2 separate regions of the Mus musculus genome follow, and region 1 is linked to region 2. Evidence: chromatin contacts called from public promoter capture Hi-C data. All regions are on one chromosome and are shown on one strand. The core of a region is the stretch at or near the end of the contact, and the rest is flanking DNA. Distances in the headings are between cores, read along the strand shown. Region 1 overlaps Acadm (acyl-Coenzyme A dehydrogenase, medium chain). Region 2 has its middle 36 kb from the start of Gm40181.

Region 1 (5,963 bases), core at 1,737-4,236, 1.1 Mb before region 2:
GGACCTTTGTGCAGAACACCTTCATGACAGCTGTAGATGTGGGCATAGCCAGGCTCCGCCCTCCTTCCCAGAGGACCTGCACAGGCCTTGCTTAGGGCAGGTAAGGCCCTGTGACGTGGGTGGATGACTCACAGTCCCACAGCAACACAGATCATCTGTAACTTGAAAGCATGTGACAATGTCAATCAGTGTCAGCTGGGGGCTGAGAGAGTGTCAGATAGGGCAGTGCTGTATAGGAACACCCAATCCCAAGGCCCACAGGAGGTCTCAAAGGTGACACAATAGAGGACAGAAATGGCATGAGTTGTCCTGTCGAGAGCTCACAAGCCAGACTTGGGATTACGACACAGACTGAAATGCTTTTGCGAAGTGGAGTTCTCAGCGAGAACTCTGAGGGATGAAGGATGTCTGCATCTATGGCATAGGAGGCATTGTGGGAACCAAACCAGATCTGAAGATTACTTGAGCAAATTATCTTCTTACCCCATGTGGGAAGGTTTGAATTAGCTGGTCAGATGTTGGAGTTGGTCTCCCTTAGGCTAAACTGGAAGAACACATTTTAACTGAGACATAAAACAGGTTTCTAAGGCAACCTTCGGTTTATAGGATCTTCTGTTGTGTCCAGATCTCTTTAGAAATGTGTTGCTTGACTATGTGAAATGTATATAACTTTTGCTGGGCATGGTAGTGCGGCGTCCCTTCAATCCCAGTACTGCAGAGGCCGAGGCAGGAGGATCACAAATTCTAGCCCAGTGTCAACAGCATACTGAAACTCTGTCTCAAAAAAGGGACAAGGACGGGACTTGTCTTTTAGGTTGTGGAAGTTAAAGTCTGGACTCTACTTGCTGTTTACTCTAGCCTGTGCTGACTACAGAAACCAAGGCCCAACCAAATCTGTGATTTACTGATAGCCACAAAGGTAGAGGCTAACCTGAGATGAGTGATCTCGTGTCCTTTACTAACAGACTTGGAGGATTTTTGCCTGCGACATTTCTGATTGCTGTATTACTCTATGTTTTAAGGAGAAGATACTGAAGGCTGAGTGCGATTTACAAATAGACGGCTAAGCCCATGTTTACACAGGACATGAGCACTGTGGGTCATCACACTTGTCCCCAGAGATCGGCCTTGGCATGTGTATGTAGCGGATCACGCTCTCCCCCATAGCGTCGGTTTCTGGCAGACTCGGGCCAAGCCTGACTGTCTCTGCTAACTGGAAGGAACCTTAGGGCAGTAGCAAACTGGTGTGACAACTGATGTCTCAATGTTTCTAATCTCATTCTCACTTAGGAAAACTGAATCAATATTTATAACTGAATGCACACTGTACAGTAGGTAATGATAAATATCTACCCCTGGGGATTCACTTTCTTGTATAGATTATTTCTAGCATAGATTATCAGCTACTTAGCCTCCTAAAAATATACTCTTTTAAACAAATGGCCATTTGCAAGTCTGAGAGATTCACGTTATCAGACCTGTTTGTGCTACTCTTTGCTTCTCGATCCCTCTCTGTCCTCTCACCCTCCCCGCTCTCTCGCCACGTGCTCATGGCCGGCCTCTTCCTCTCTACTCCTCTGCCCTCTCTCTGCCTTTCTGTCTCTACTGCCCTCTCAACTCCCCTCCCCATGCCCTAAATAAACTCTATTCTATACTTTTTTTTTAAAGATTTATTTATTATTATATGTAAGTACACTGTAGCTGTCTTCAGACACGCCAGAAGAGGGTGTCAGATCTCATTATGGGTGGTTGTAAGCCACCATGTGGTTGCTGGGATTTGAACTCAGGACCTTTGGAAGAGCAGTCAGTGCTCTTGCCCACTGAGCCATCTTGCCAGCCCCTATTCTATACTTTAAAAAAAAAAAAATGTTTTGTGTCCTAGAAATTTTGTGCTTTGACATAGATCTAAGAAGCTTTTTAGTTTCTGTGGTTTTAGTTTATTTGAGTTAACAAAGTCTAGTTATGTAGAACTTTAAGTTAGTGCTGTTTTCAGTTTGTGAAATACCGTTTTAGATTGGGCTGGCACATATTTCTAGAAAGATCCAGATTAGAAACCTGTGAGGCGGGGCTGGTGAGATGGCTCAGTGGGTTAGAGCACCCGACTGCTCTTCCAAAGGTCCAGAGTTCAAATCCCAGCAACCACATGGTGGCTCACAACCATCCGTAACAAGATCTGACCCCTTCTTCTGGAGTGTCTGAAGACAGCTACAATGTACTTACATATAATAAATAAATAAATAAAAAAAAAAAAAAAAAAAAAGAAACCTGTGAGGCTTTGCAGCCACGGGATCTCTTATACAGCTCGGCCCTGCCCTCGTAGCTGCAGAGGACGGGCAGAGACAGGAGTGTTTGGATTCTATGGAAGCTCAACTCACGGGGCAGGCACAACAGGCCCTGCCTTAGGAAATTCAAAAGGCACAAAGGAAGGATTGACACCAGCAGTGCTGTAACTCCTAAGTGTTTCTTATGCGACCTTCTCTCTAGGAACTAAACATGGGCCAGCGATGCTCTGACACCAGAGGAATTGCTTTCGAAGACGTCAGAGTGCCTAAGGAAAATGTGTTAATCGGTGAAGGAGCAGGTTTCAAGATCGCAATGGGTGCTTTTGATAGAACCAGACCTACAGTAAGCCGATCACTCTGTGGGACCTTTGTGGTTTTCAGCGACTAGGTTTATTTTAACATTGTATGTGTGTGTCTTTTTAAATGTCTACCTTATTTTAGTAATGGTGGAGAGGAGATTGTTGCTTGTCCTGTGTGTAGTTCATCTTTCACTGCTCAGTATAGAAACGAATTTAGCAGGCTCTAGAATATTCTTTGCTAGAATTCCAGAAAATTCATCCTTGTGTTGATCATTCCTGTTGGTTGTGGATCACTGTGTATTCTGCTACTCACTTAGCCTGGGTCCGTGGAAGGCTCCCTGGTTAAACAGCAATGACCTCACTAGGCTGTGAGCCTCAGTCTCACAGTTAGCTGATTGATTGATTGGCTGATTGGCAATGGGGATAAACTCAGGCTCTACTGAAAGCCAAACATGCCCTCTGTATTCCCAGCCTTGCCGTTACCTGTAATTTAAAAATAAACCCAAGCACGCTCCTCCCCGCCCCAGTGACGTCACTTCCTGTCTGTGTACTCCTTCGCTGGAATCAGGCCATAAGCTGTGTGGCTTGATGACAATGTGAATTTTTGCTTCACGTGATGCTCATCATGTTCTAGGTCGCAGCTGGCGCTGTCGGGCTAGCCCAGAGAGCTCTAGACGAAGCCACGAAGTATGCCCTGGATAGGAAGACATTTGGAAAGCTGCTAGTGGAGGTAATCTCCCTCCTTCCCTCCTTCCCTCTCGCTCTCCCTCTGTGTGTGTGTGTGTGTGTGTGTGTGTGTGTGTGTGTGTGTGTGTGTGTGTGTGAGAATGCGCATATAGCACATCTGTGTGGAGACCAGAGGACCACCCTGGTGTCCTGCTGCTCTTAGCAGTTTGGTTTGGTTTTGTTGATGTATCCTCTCCCACTGGCCTTGGGCTTGCACTTAGGTTAGGTGAGCTCAAGGCATCTGCCTGTGCCTGCCTCCATGGTGCTGGGATTCCTGGCACAAGCCTCACCATCCAACTTCTTCACATGGGTTCTGGGGATCTGAACTCCGGTCCTCACGCTTGTGTGACAAGCCTTTTCCTGACAGCCCTCTCTACCCAGCTCTTGAGGTGACCTTAGCACTATGCTTGCTTTGTTGACATTTGAAGACACGCAATGCGTCTAAATATTTAGAAGTTACTGCTAAAGAACAAAATAGTCTTCTCTATTTTGTGGGGAAGAAGATTCTAAGCTTTCATCACTGTTGCCTGTGAGAGCAGAGTTCCTTTTGGCTATGTCGCTCACAGTTGATCACTCTGTAAATTGTTAAGAAAAAGAATATAAGTATTACGTGCCGTCTGTATAACTGATACTCTGCTATAGGTCTTAGTGTGTGTCCTCAGTAAATATGTTTTTGGTAGGCCAGGCTGGCCTGACACTCACTGAGGTCCACCCGTCCCTGCCTCTTGAGTGCTGGGATGATGTGTGCCCCATCAGGACACGGGCACCGTTCAGCCTGGCTTCATGACTATCCCTGTGGGTCGTCAGAAACATCACTTCTTTACTTCTTTCTGCCTCAGCTCCCGCTTCAGTAAAGTGGAGTGGTGGAAGATGACTCCCTGTCTGGATCCATCTGATGCCATGGCTCTGGGCTTTCCTCTGCACGGAGCTCCATGCCTCCATGTGCAGGGGTCTTCTGTCAGTCTGTCAGTGTCCGGCCATCCTCTCTGGCTTGATTCTCCCCACATATGCTCTTTCATCTCTTTCTTTCTTTCTTTCTTCTTTTTTTTTTTAAAGATCTATTTATTATTTATATGTAAGTACACTGTAGCTGTCTTCAGACACACCAGTAGAGGGCGTCAGATGTCATTACGGGTGGTTGTAAGCCACCATGTGGTTGCTGGGGTTTGAACTCAGGACCTTCAGAAGAATAGTCAGTGTTCTTAACCGCTGAGCCATCTCACCACCCCCACCCCCTCCCCCCTTTTTTCTTTTAAAATATTTATTTATTTATTATATGTAAGTACACCGTAGCTGTCTTAGACACTCCAGAAGAGGCATCTGATTTCGTTACAGATGACTGTGAGCCACCCTGTGGTTGCTGGGATTTGAACTCAGGACCTTTGGAAGAGCAGTTGGCGCTCTTAACCCCTGAGCCATCTCACCAGCCCCCCTTCCCCTTTTTTTAAGCCATTTATTTTATGTATGTGAGCACACTGTTGCTATCTTCAGAAACACCAGAAGAGGGCATCCGATCCCGTTACAGATGGTTGTGAGCCACCATGTGGTTGCTGGGAATTGAACTCAGGACCTCAGGAAGAGCAGTCAGTGCCCTTAACCACTGAGCCATCTCTCCAGCCCCCTTTCATCTCTTTCAAATCCCTCTAACTGAGCCTCCAGCTCACACGTAACCTCCCAGCATTACCTCGTACATGGTGTGGCGATGGCGGGCTCCTTACTCTCACCGCAAGCTGTTCCACCTGAGATAGAGTTGAGTCACTCGTTTACAGATTCTTTCCTTTGTACGGAAAAGAGGCTCTGCAGTTTCTACTCTCGGGAACATTTACTTTGGAGATCAGTTATTCATCATAGAACAAACACTTAACAGAGGATACAGAGCCAAGATTTAAGTCCCCAAATGAAACCTATAAGGTGGAGTTACCAAAGTCAAAGGAGAGAGGGTACTACGTGTTGAACATGTCACAGAGAGCAACTCTTCTTATGAATCACATGCAGCAATCAATAAAAGCACCTACTTTGGACCCATATTTTTTTAAAAACGCTATCCCTGGGGCTGGAAAGACAGCTCAGCCAGTTAAGAGCACTGGCTGCTCCTCGAGGGGACATGGCAGCTCACAGCTGTCAGTAGTTACTCCAATCCCAGGGAACGTCACACCCGGCACGCATGTGGTGCTCATGTCTGTGCGTGCAGCCCGAACACCCATACACATAAAGTAAATAAATCTTAGGAAAAAAAGATAGCACTAAGATAGCACCTGTGTCACATCTACCCTTCGCTTCAGCACTACGCAGAAATAAGCAAAATATTAACGACCCACGGAAGAGGGATGGAGTCTGAGCAACTACAAAAGCTCGGAGAATTCTTCATGCATTGATACAGCTGGGTACGATTTACTGACCAGAAAAGCAGAATGAAAAACTATCAGCCCGGGCGGCATTTGCATTCCAGTGTGTACACTGCCTCTGCAAAGAAAACAGACTGATACCATTGCTTACCTGCTGGGAGGGGGCTGGGTGGGTGGGCAGTAGGCAGGGATGACTGAAAGGAGGGGAAATGTTTACCAAGTATCCCTTTACTTTTGGAACATTTACTTGGTGGATATTCTGTCTATTCAAAAGTTAGATTCTAGCCAGACATAGTGGACCATGCCTTTAA
Region 2 (6,344 bases), core at 1,548-4,047:
GGGGACTCACACCCGTGATCTCCAGAGAGCGAGCTTCCTTGGCCAAGTCCACTCAGATTCTTGTCCTTGCCACCATAACTGTTCTCCTGAGCCCATGGACAGGCACTGGGAGGGCTGCGATCTAAACTAAACTCACCAAGTATGCCATGGTCATCCGGCAATGCGCTAACACGGGACACATATCCTCACAATCCTCGGTCATCCAAGAGGATTGGAGAGAGAGAGAAGAAGAGCTGGATCATGAGAGAAACGATGATAGGCTGAGTTAGGTGCTTTCAAGAAGAAAGGGACAGTTCACCTAGCACTTAAGAAAGATACCTAAGGTCATGTGCATTGAGTCCTGGAAGCGTCCCTCATCCTGGCTTTCTGGGATGTGGGGGAGTACTGTGGATATTCTGAACTTTCTGGCTAATATCCACTTATCAGTGAGTACATGCCATGCATATCCTTTAGGGACTGGGTTACCTCACTCAGGATATTTTCTAGTTCCTACCATTTGCCTGCAAAATTCATGATGCCCTTGTTTTTAATAGCTGAATAGCATTTCACTGTGTACATGAACCACAATTTCTGTATCCATTCTTTGATTGAGGGATATCTGGGTTGTTTCCAGTTTCTGCCTATTACAAATAAAGCTGATATGAACATAGTGGAGCACGTGTCCTTGGGGTATCTTTTGAGTATATACCAAGGAGTGGTATTGCTGGGTCTTCTGGTAGAAGTAGTTCCAATTTTCTGAAAAACTGCCAGAAAATTTCCCAGAGTGATTATACCAGTTTGCAACCCCAGCAGTAATGGAGGAGTGTTCCTCTTTCTCTGTATCCTCACCAGCATGTGCTGTTACTTGCCTTTGTGATCTTGGCCATTCTGATTGGTGTAAGGTGGAATCTCAGGGTCATTTTGATTGATGACTAAGGATGTTGAGCGTTTCTTTAGGTGCTTCTCAGCCACTCAAGATTTGTAGAGAATTCTCTTGTTTAGTTCTTATCTTAGTTAGGGTTTTACTGCTGTGAACAGATACCATGACCAATGCATCTCTTATAAAGACAACATTTAATCAGGGCTGGCTTACAGGATCAAAGGTTCAATCCAGTATCATCAAGGTGGGAGTATGGCAGCATCCAGGCAGCTAGGATGAGGGTCTTAAAGCCTATGCCCACAGTGACACACCTACTTCAACAAGGCCTCACCACTCCCTGGGCTGAGCATATACAAAACATCACAGTTCTTGATGGGTTATTTGGAATTTTTAGTCTAAATTCTTGAGTTCTTTATATATTTTGGATATTAGCCCTCTCTTGGATAAAGAATTGGTGAAGATCTTTTCCCAATCTGTAGACTGCCATTTTGTCCTTTGCCTTAAAGAAGATTTTTCAGCTTCATGAGGTCTCATTTACTAATTCTTGACCTTAGTTTCTAAGCCATTGGTGTTCTGTTCAGGAAATAATTTTCTCTTGGGCCAATGTGTTCAAGGCTGTTTCTCACTTTCTCTTCTATTAGATTCAGTGTATCTGGTTTTACGTTGAGGTCTTTGATCCATTTGGACTTGAGTTTTGTGTGGGGTGAGTTGGGATATGGAACCTGAAGGGACCACCTCCAGTAGCCAGACAGGACCACCAGTGGAGGAATGGGTACACCAAACCACCTACATAATTTCTGACCTAAAATTGGTTCTATCTAACAGAAATGCAGGGACAAAGATGGAGCAGAGACTGAAGGAATGGCTGATTAGTGACTGGCCCATTTTGAGACCCATCCTATGGGCAGAGACCAATCCCTCACACTATTAATGATGCTATATACTATGTTGTGTTTGCAGACAGGAGCCTAGCATAGCAGCCCTCTGTGAGGCTCTACTCAGCAACCGAGACAGATGTAGATAATGACAAACATTGGATGGAGGTCAGGGACCACTGTGAAAAAGGCAAGGACTGAAGGCCCTTAAGGAGATGGCAACCCCACAGGAAGACCAACAGTGTCACCCAACCTGGACCCCTGGGAGCACCCAGAGACTAAGCCACCAAACAAAGAGCATATATGGGCAGTTCTGAGTCTCCCTATACTCTGGCCTCAAAGGGAGTGGATGCGGCTAGTCGTGCAGAGACGGGATGAACAAGGATGGAGGGATATTGAGGGAGGGCTGCCCTCTCAGGGGCAAAGGGGAGGGAGGAGAGAGGGGGACTGGGATGGGGAGGACAACATCTGGGATGTAATAAACCCATTCTCAGAACTGGATCTTTTATTCACTAGTCTCTGATGTCTAATGAGATATCATTTCTCTGTTATAACTCCATCTTACTTACACAGATACACCCCCCCCCACACACACATTTAATTTTTTTTTTAAAAGAAAGATACCTAGACATAGGCATTTGACTGCCAATGATGAAGAGGCAACTGGAAAATACAGATGGGAATGTACATACAGGGGACTGTAAGCAGCTTTTGATTTGGGAAAAATGTGCAGAACATCTGGAGCACGCTGCTGTGGAAAAGCACTCAGACAAGACTTAAAGGAAGCCAAGCAGCTGAGCAGGAGTGCCTGGAACTGACAGCAGCGTGAAGGGAGAGGAGACACTGTGAAAAAGTGTAGTTAGTAAGAAGAGGTGGTAAGGAGATCGCATTCATGAACACACACACACACACACACACACACACACACACACACACACACACAAACAGGGAGAGGAGGAAAAAAGCCAGATGAACTAGCACGATGAAGCATTTAGCAGAGAGCATATTGCTCTGAGAACTTTAGTAGTGAAGGTCTGAACACACTGTGAGGGAAAGGAGCTCCCAGATGGGATGCGTGTGACCAGCTCTCAGGGTGTAGGCCTCAGCCTCTGAGTCTAGGTGAGTGGAAGGGCAGAACCTGCCAAGTGGCAGGGGGTAGATGTCAGATGGAATTGGTCCAGAGCCTGGTTCATTTCCAGATCACTAAGCTTCCGTTGGCACAGTAACTAAAAGTGAAAGTGCTTGTGTGGAGTCCGTATCGTGTGGCTCTTAAATGGGACTTGTTCTTGTTTCTTCCCTGGTAGCAGTTCTCTCAGGAACCACTCTAGAACCATGTTACTCTTTAGGAAAGAATCCTACCTTCTCACCCCACCCCCCAATCCGGGGAGCACCTCCAGGCACAGCACATGATGATGGTCTCAGTTACTATTGCTTAGCAACTGCTCCAACTCGACACTGTTTCTCTAACTGCAATATGCTCATGGTTCTGGGCAATCAGGAGATGGTGCCATGGGTTGGCTGGGGTCTGGACTGGAGCAACGCTTCTCCACAGGGCTCAGTTCCTCAGGGATGGTGGCTGGGCCTAGAGGCCCGAGAGACAGCAGGGCATATGTATGGGTCACCTTCAATGGCCTCACTCCAGAATGGGCAGTACTGTTCTACTGAGTAGAAGAAGTGTCTATCCAGCCCAGATCCGAGGAGTGAGAGACTGTATTACAGACTCTACCTCCTGATGTGAGAAGCATCATTGAATTTGCAGTATTGCCCATAGTAAACACTACATAGATGTCTGTTTCCAGCAATTACAACATTTTGGAAAAGCAAAGGAAGTCAGAGTGGTGTGCAGTCCTGGAACGTCTACACAGAACTCAGAAATAGTGCTGCAAACTTGATCAACCTTAAAGAATGCTGCTCGCAGCTGTGCTACAGCAAATACTGCAGTCTTGTTCAATCTCTCCATAGGAGATAAAACAGCATTCGTGTTTACTGCATTCATGTCACTACCCACAACAGCCAAGGTAAGGAGCCAGTGAGATGTCTATCAGCCAGTGAGTGGACAAAGGCAATGCACTGTATGATCTGAGCCAAACTGCACCATCTAGAGGGAAATGAATGGAATTGGAGACCTCGGTGTTAAGTGAAATAAGCCACTCAGAAAGTCAAATGCTACACACTCTCTCCTGGGCAGACTATATACTTAAATACATCTAAAGAGAAATATAGGAGTGATGTGAAGGTAGGTGTATGGGGAGGAGACGAGGCCTGGGGCAGGCAAAGACCAAGAGTGGCATGTTCTCTCACCTGCAGCAGTGAGCCAAGGTCACACAACTTTTCATACAGCTCCTCCATTTTGGTTGAACTGTGACGATTCCAGAATCCAAGGTGATCTGGCCAAGGTAATTAGGTCTCTAGAACCAGAGACCTATTTCTCTCAACGTCTTCTCTGCTCACTTGCTCCAGTAATGGCCAACCCGGAAAGACCTTGACCTAACGTTCTGTGACTGTGTGAGTACTCACTGCTTACCCTAGCTAAGGCCACCTAGGGCCAAACCAGCAAACCTTTCCATACAGTTCCCCTCCCTCTTCCTCTCAAGTATTTAAGAGGAGACTTTTACTCTGTCATGCTGATCTGAGCTCTCCTTGGAGCCTCTGTATGCTGTTGCCTGTCTATCTGTGACATTAATCTCTTTTCTAATACATAAATGCATATAACATAAAATGATAATTATAAATACATACATACATACATACATACATACATACATACATATCATAACATATGCTATATGTGTCTCGGTGTCACCCTTGAATCTAAAACCTGAAACCTTCTCATGTGCATATGTGTGACACCGAAGTGAGATTATTTGGGGTGAGGCAGTGAGGGCTGAGGGAGCAAAACCCAGTGATAGGTGCACACACACAGTTAAACAAAGCCAAGTGTTTCACAGCACATGTCCAAGACAGTAAAGATTTCTGCACATAAGGAAGGGGTACGGGAGCCCCGCAACCCCTGAGGTGCTGACCAGCAGCCGTGCAGAGGTGTGCTGGCCAGCAGTTGGCGTGCGGGCCCGGGCTCCCCTGAGGTGTGCTGGCCAGCAGCTATGCAGGCCACAGACAGCAGTTAAGGCCCTGAGGTTCTGAGTGAAACTGTGAAGCAGTGAAGCTGGTGCCACAGAGCAGAGCTGGATTCTGGTCACGGCTTCAAGGCTGTATCTTGCACTGTGTTTACAAAATATCTTTCACAAGTTAGAACAGCATCTACCATAGATGGGCTTAATTTTGGTACAAAGAAATAGGAAAGGATAATATGTTAATTCATATTTGTTGTAAAGATTCCAGAAACGCAAGCATCAGAACTTTGAATGATGATTCCCACAGTAACTGTAACTGCTACACAACATGCATAATGGAAGCCACGTTAGCAGCACGGACCTTGACAGAAAGCACTGGGTAAGCAGGAGGGGATGAGTTATGCCTGCTGTGGGGCTCCTCACTTTCAAGCAGCAGAGAATATATAAAAATCGAAACCATAAATGCATACATTATTTTGAGGTTTACTTCTAATTTTTGATTCAATTTTATCACCTTTGCATCCAAACTACATTTTCCTTTTATAAGCTGCAAATAAATGTCTCGTGAGGGTGAGGGTGAGGCTGGAATCTGCAACATTCAGCCTGGGTATCTTTTCCTCACACACGCTGCCTGCCAGGTATAGCCCTGCTGTGCCTTGCACTCTCTGAAATGCTAGGACATGTCTGCAGAGGTCCATTGGTCTACTTCCCTGTTCTCAAACCTCAACACCACCATGGGGCAGAAGAGAAAAAATACCAGTAGAACCAGGAATATCACAGAGCAGCTTAAGAAGGCACCGAAGCCCAGTAGAGGAAGAAACCAGTTACCATGGCTGTCCCCCCGTGTGTGCCTAAGCAGCAGTGAGAGCAAGCGCACAGCATATTTACAACTTCCGAAATGTTCAGTGACAGCATATCTCATCCGTCCTGCCACACTGAGAGGTAAGCACTTCCCTTCGGCTCTTTGGGACTCTCAGAATATATTTAGGATATGTGTTATTTGCTGTATATACTCACGATTTACTTACAGAGCAGCTTCATGGAAGAAGATTACAGCTATAAGCAGACGTTTTAAGTTTTTTCTTTCAACTGTATTCTGAAAAGTCAAAAAGTGAAAGAGAAGCAGACAAGAACAAAAACCACCACAACAAACACCCTTGCCCTCTGAAAGTGTGCTGGGGTAAATTGATGCTGCGTGCTACTCTCAGCCTCTGAGGGTGAGCTCTGCTTCCCAGAAGCCTTCACGGCCAGGACATGCTCACTACATTCAGAGAAATGACTTTGGCTCAAGGGCAGTCCTCACTCTTACGGTCCTCCTGCTCCACCCAACCACGTCTCCAGTACGTTGCATCACGGTCTGGAAGGCACGCGGTCAGACTGTCTCTTATTACAAGAGCTAGTCACTCAAACTTCTGCTTGATCTCCTTCTGTGCTCACAGGGACACTTCTTTATGTAGCCAGGTGAAAGTTTCCTTTTTCTTTTATATAACACACCAACAAAACTGTCCATTAAGCTAAAAACTCAGAGCGCGAGAAACT

What was found. Capture Hi-C pulls out chosen DNA fragments and counts their contacts.
Region 1: a promoter capture Hi-C map of liver shows a contact between it and region 2, with 3 times the contacts expected there. The contact joins two enhancer-like sites. A contact is called at or near these places in 1 of 39 promoter capture datasets (cranial neural crest), 2 of 115 datasets of contacts at active chromatin or transcription factors (astrocytes and pancreatic cancer cells) and 1 of 9 other capture datasets (liver).

The regions. Positions count from the first base shown.
Region 1 is chr3:153,926,879-153,932,841 of GRCm38.p6, reverse strand. Acadm (acyl-Coenzyme A dehydrogenase, medium chain) reads left to right here. Exons shown (of 12, transcript NM_007382.5): 9 at 2,485-2,625; 10 at 3,216-3,311. Among named protein-coding and RNA genes, the nearest start is that of Acadm, 15 kb to the left of the region's middle. Within about 2 kb of position 2,986, at least 15 of the 459 cell types and tissues checked have an H3K27ac peak or open chromatin away from gene starts, as enhancers often do. A contact at or near this core is called in liver, where this site is marked.
Region 2 is chr3:152,789,399-152,795,742 of GRCm38.p6, reverse strand. It overlaps a transcript of Pigk not described here. Among named protein-coding and RNA genes, the nearest start is that of Gm40181, 36 kb to the right of the region's middle. Within about 2 kb of position 2,797, at least 20 of the 459 cell types and tissues checked have an H3K27ac peak or open chromatin away from gene starts, as enhancers often do. A contact at or near this core is called in liver, where this site is marked.